2 separate regions of the Mus musculus genome follow, and region 2 is linked to region 1. Evidence: chromatin contacts called from public promoter capture Hi-C data. All regions are on one chromosome and are shown on one strand. Each heading gives the region's core, a stretch centred on a gene start, on an enhancer-like site or on the middle of the called end of the contact. The rest is flanking DNA. Distances are from core to core; before and after follow the strand shown.

What was found. Promoter capture Hi-C pulls out the DNA fragments that hold promoters and counts their contacts.
Region 2: a promoter capture Hi-C map of embryonic stem cells shows a contact between it and region 1, with 4 times the contacts expected there. The contact joins the promoter of Ghsr here to the promoter of A830092H15Rik in region 1. A contact is called at or near these places in 2 of 39 promoter capture datasets (embryonic stem cells and stem cell-derived epiblast-like cells).

What each region holds. Positions count from the first base shown.
Region 1 is chr3:26,330,520-26,333,219 of GRCm38.p6, reverse strand. It overlaps A830092H15Rik (a long non-coding RNA gene), which reads right to left and starts at 1,267. Exons shown (of 2, transcript XR_389623.4): 1 at 1,137-1,267; 2 at 1-358. It also overlaps a transcript of Nlgn1 not described here.
Region 2 is chr3:27,370,062-27,372,761 of GRCm38.p6, reverse strand. Ghsr (growth hormone secretagogue receptor) reads right to left here and starts at 1,411. Exons shown (of 3, transcript NM_177330.4): 1 at 1,320-1,411; 2 at 176-1,123. The coding sequence starts at 965.

The DNA.
Region 1 (2,700 bases), core at 18-2,517:
TCCGTTTCTACTCTCCTTTAGGCGTCTCCAGTTTCAAGTGTGTGTTTAGGGATAATTTCATATTTTTCTTTTTCTTCCTCTTCCTCCAAAGCTTCTCAGGAATTCTGGCACGAAATCCTTGGATACATTTGCTCTGCCAAGTTTTGCTGCTCCAGCCCCCTCCCTCCTCCAGAGGCTTCTGGGGTGCTCTTCTTTTGGATTTACATGCAAAGAACCTATATATGTTTATATATCGGTCGGGTAGCTTATGATACATTTACGTGCGTCTCAAAGCTTGGTTTTCATCTTCTTCTCCTCAACACAGCGAAATGTTCCAGAGCTGATGAGCACAGAGACCATTATTCACATTCTTTTGATCCTGGTTTGGAACAAGGGGAGGGAGAGTGAAGAACTGTTTAACGTTCTGCCATCCTTAGGCTGAACGCTAGGCACCAAGAAGTATTTCTGGTTGCAGAGCAGGTACAACGGGGGCTTAGAGAGAAGGTAAGGGGGCCTCTTGAGTCTACTAGGCATGGCATTTACCTCAGTCCTAGGGACTGCTGATAACTTCCTGCTGGCTTCTACCTGCCCTCACCTTTTCCACCAACCCTACCCCATCCCTGTTCTCTACCTTGCTCCACCCTTTTCCAAAATCCCCGGGGCCCAGGAGGAGGGATCGGGTGCTGGGGAGGGTGACTGTGTTAAAGATGTGATAGTCCATTACAGTTTAAATGTGTCTTGTATTCCCCCACTTGATTGAGTTTCCCAGTACCTGCCTCTGTCTTTTAGCGGTTTAAAATACATTTTGTCCTTTATACAACAACAGTAACAAAAACAACAACAACAACAACTACAACAAAATGCTATGTCGATCAGATCAATGTTTTAAACACATCTTGGTGTTAAGTCTCCACTACTATCTTCTGATGAAAATAAAAACAATAAAAATTAATGAACTTTAATGAGCTGGGTGGTTTCTTCAATACTAGGTTTCATAGAATCTCCAAAATGCAGATAAACAGCAAGGAGGACAGTGGGCTTCAGCTCCTGTAAATTCCAGTTGTGTCACAGGGAGGGCAAATCCCCAGAGTTGAGAGAGAGGGAGCTAAGTCTAGCATAAGAAGACCTACGCGGCCAGCGAGTTTTTTAAAACCCACCTTTTACACTGCATCCAGTCCTCGATTAACTCCTGCTCTGGGGATGCGTTAACCGAACAGACCTTTTGATGGAGAAGTGGGCTCTTCTCTCTGTTCCTGGTCTTCAGCCAGCCTCCTTCCTCCCCCTCTGCCTGTCTGGCCCTGGCACTTTGCAAATCGCCGGTTTTGCGCACCCTCGCGGTGGGCGTTCTCCACGTTGCATCCTGCCCCCTCGGTCCTTCTTCCAGCGGGGTGGCCGAGTACATGCATCTTTCTCGGGGGGCTCGCTCGCACACGCCCTCTCCCGCAGCCCGCGACTCCCCACCTGCCCCGGCTCGCCTTAGCCTCTCTTCTCCTTCGGGTGCATCCCTGACCCTGGCATCCCTTCATCCCGGCCTGCTAGGGTTCGGAGCGTCGGGACGCGGCTGTGGCGGCGGTGCGGAGCTGGTGTGGGAAGCCAAGGCAGGAAAGGCGAACCCGAGTGGGTGGTGAGAGGCCAACCGAGTCCGTGGGAGCCAGGGAAGCCGAGAGGAGTGAGACACTGAGTGTGCGCTGCGCGCTGCCCTGGTCGGGGCGGACTCGTGCGGAGGCTCCTAGTCTTCCGAGCGGCGCCCCAGCCTCTGCAGTGAGCCTGCTTGGGTGCGCCTTGGGACCCAGGCACCCAGATCCCGGAGGTCGGCGGAGAGGTACCCGAGAAAGGCAGTGATTCTGAGAGTCCGCGGAGGGGAGACGCGGAGGCTGAGCGGATGGAGGAACAATGCCGCCTCCAGAAGCAAAGCCTTTCTTGAGCCTTGGCTGGAGTGTGGAGTCGGCTCTCTGCTCTGCTCTCTCCAGGCCTTGAGGCTACTTCTGGGCTTGGTTCCGCCTCTTAGTTTGACAGGAATTAGAAAGTTGCTCTTCTTCTCTACAAGGTTTCCTTTGAAGTGGCTTTCCGATCTGCGTGCTGGTTCAAGTCAAGATGTCACTTTCTGGATCCCCCGCGAGGAGCGACTAATAGATTATGCATTGTTGGGCAATAAACTCTCCTGGGAAGAGAGGGTAGTCCACCCCAAGGTTTAAACGGTTCGCCACTGACTCCTGCCAGCCTCAGCACAATGCCTTGTGAGTAGACATAATATTAAAGCAACCTGCAGTAAATTTTAAATTATTTAGGATGAGGTTTTTGAACGAGGAATAATTTATTCCGGAGGAAGCAGTTAGGCTGTTATTGGAATGAGGGAAATATGTCCCATATTTGATTCATTTGTGATTATTCTAATGAGCTCTGGCCTGTACCACTGTTTTCTCTTTCTCTCTCTCTCTCTCTCTCTCTCTCTCTCTCTCTCTCTCTCTCTCTCTCTCTCTCTCTCTCTCTCTCTCTCTCTCTCTCTCTCTTTTTCCTTCCATTTCTAGGGCCTTAGTGGTAGACATAGGGCTGGGGAAATGTGAATTTAGATAGTTAACCCTCTCTCTTTCACTGTGTGTTTTAATAGAGTGTTGACATCCCAATTTCCCTCTTTTTATACTAAAACTACTGTAGCCTATTTTGCTTAAGTAACTGGAAGTTTCATGCTATATTTGACATTACAGTGTCTTGATACATTTC
Region 2 (2,700 bases), core at 162-2,661, 1.0 Mb before region 1:
AGGGACAGACAGAGGAAAAAAAACCCGAAAGCAGTGAGACCAAGAACCAAGGACAGAGACAGACAGAGACTTGAGAGACTTAGGGAGAGATGGAGACGACCAGAAACAGAAATAGAGGGCTCTGGCAAAGAGCAAGCAGTGGGGGAAGAAAAGCCACCGGGGTGTCAGAACTCACCAAGCATCTTCACTGTCTGTTTGTGGTTCTGGTCCCTGAGCGAGGAGCCCACCGCCGCGTCGCCGCGCCTCCGCCACAGCTTCCTCCCGATGAGACTGTAGAGCACAGTGAGGCAGAAGACCGGCAGGAAGAAGAAGACGCTCGACACCCATACCATCACGGTGAGCAGCCCAGAGCGCACAGCGAACTCGGTGGCGCGGCACTCGTTGGTGTCCCGGGGATCTGTGCCGTTCTCGTGCTCCACGCCCACCAGCACGAAGATGGGCCCCGCGCTGCAGAAGGCCACGGCCCAAATGACAAGGATGACCAGCTTCACACGGCCCTTGGTGACCACCACCTTGGCCCGCAGCGGGAAGCAGATGGCGAAGTAGCGCTCGACGCTCAGCGCGGTGATGGTGAGGACCGTGGCGTAGGTGCAGCTCTCGCTGACAAACTGGAAGAGTTTGCAGAGCAGGTCGCCGAAGTTCCAGGGCCGATACTGCCAGAGGCGGACGAGGTCCAGCGGCATGCACAGGAAGATGAGCAGATCGGAGAAGGCCATGCTGGATAGGTAGAGGTTGGTGGTGGTGCGCAGCTCGCGGAAGCGGGACACCACCAGCATGGTGAGCAGGTTGCCCGAGATGCCCACCACGAAGAGCGCCACGCAGGTGGCAGTGACGCCCGCCAGCAGCGGCGCGGGGAACAGTGGCAGCAGTTCGTCAGAGAGTGAGTCGTTGCCGGGAGAAGCGTCCCAGTCCAGGTCCAGCGTGACGTTAGGCTCCGGCTCCTCGCTGGGCGTCGCGTTCCACATGTTGCCAGGCTTGGGGTCGCAGCCGCGCGGAAATCTGGTCCCCTGAGGAGGTCCTCCTAGGCGCGGAAGAGTGGGGGCCGGGCGGGGGGCGGCGTGGGGGGAGGAATGGGCGCGAGCAGCAGGAAGGATGCTTGGGGAAGAGAGAAGTGAGAAGAAGCCTAGGAGAAGGTGGAATGGGGGTGCGAACATTAGCGATGAAAGGAAGAGAGTGACCCACTGCACGTCTCTCCCTATTTCCTTCCGTTCCTCCTCTCCCCTCCCTCCCACATCTCTCTTTTCTTCCCCCTTCCCACTATCTTCCCCACACAGTCCCGGTCTCCCAATACAGCCTCGACTGTACACGCACTCACTTACCTGTCACTCTATCGGCGGCGCCACCAGCAGTGCCTGGCACTGGAGATCTCGCCCCAGCAGCCTGTCGTGCTCCCCACAGCGTCCGAGTGCGTGGGCTCTGCGGAAGGCAGGCGCTGCAAAGCGAGTGTGTGAGGGCTCCTCTCTCCACTCTTGGGCGCTAGGGTGGCCGGGAAGGATAGGTCATTTGGGTAAAGTAATGAAGGGTGGAGACCGTAGTGAAAGATGCCTTCAGCAGCGGGATCAAAGCTCTTCCTTCACAGAGAGACGGGAGAAAAAGCGAGTGTTCCCCTCGGTGGAGAAAGAAAGGCAGAGGGGAAAACGGAAGCTTCTATTTGTATTCAAATCAGAGGAGACAGTGCGCACCTGGGAAGAGCTTCTGGCAATCTTAGAACACACCCCAGTGGGTGTTCGCCCGGATTTTAAACCCAGAATCTGCTCTGAGATCACAGATCAAAACCAGAGCTGGTTCATTCTCCAAGTGTGCGAAAGCCCTGTTCTAAATCCCAGCCCTAGGACTTGGTGTGGTTAAGGGGTATGCTGGATGAGCATGAAAGTCACCTTTACAAACTGAAGTAAACTAGCGCAGGGACAAGAACGCTGCAGAGACCCACACAGGGGGAAATGTGTGGCAAGTGCAGGAGCAGAAGCAGCCTGTGCTGCCAGGCTGGCGCACGTCGAGGGTGAGCAGTAAACTTCTTAAAAGCTTGGTTTGGAGAGATCAGCTACTTAGAAGCTGCGATCCCCCCCCCCCCCCCCGGCCAAGAGCTCCAACCTTCGGAGCTTTAGTTTGCTGTTGTTTCTTTGTAAAATGCTAGACAGCGTAAGGATCATTGGGGATGGAAGCCAAACATCTGAGATGCCTGAGCCATTTGACAAATTAATAAGGGCTAGCGTTTCTTCCTGGTTGCTAGTGAGAAAGGGGATTTTCATTCGATGGGAATGAATTTCAGGGCATCTCGGTACTAACAAGGGTCTTCCGAGAACGACCTGCGCATCTGCTGTTCAGATCTGGGAATCCACACCTGAAAAATTGAGAAGACCCTTTGAGAGCTCAGAGCCTCTTCATGGTTCCTGCTCATTAACAGGAACTGTTCAGCACCTCGGCCAGCGCCCGAGCCCCTCACATGTGCACGTGTTCTGATCTGCCTCCTCAAGCCTGAAGCTTTTCCCAACAGTCTTGTGCTTCAGTGCTGAAGGAGGGAGACCACCCACCAAAATGCAGATCAATCATTAACAGTTTCTTGCATACCGGAGTGCAATACCACATGCCTTTGCTAGATGGCTTATTGCCTTCTCTATCACCTAAATTGTTAGCTCACAAGTCAGACAGGAACTCAGTGTATGCACATGTACATGAGACTCACAATGAAAAAAATCAAAA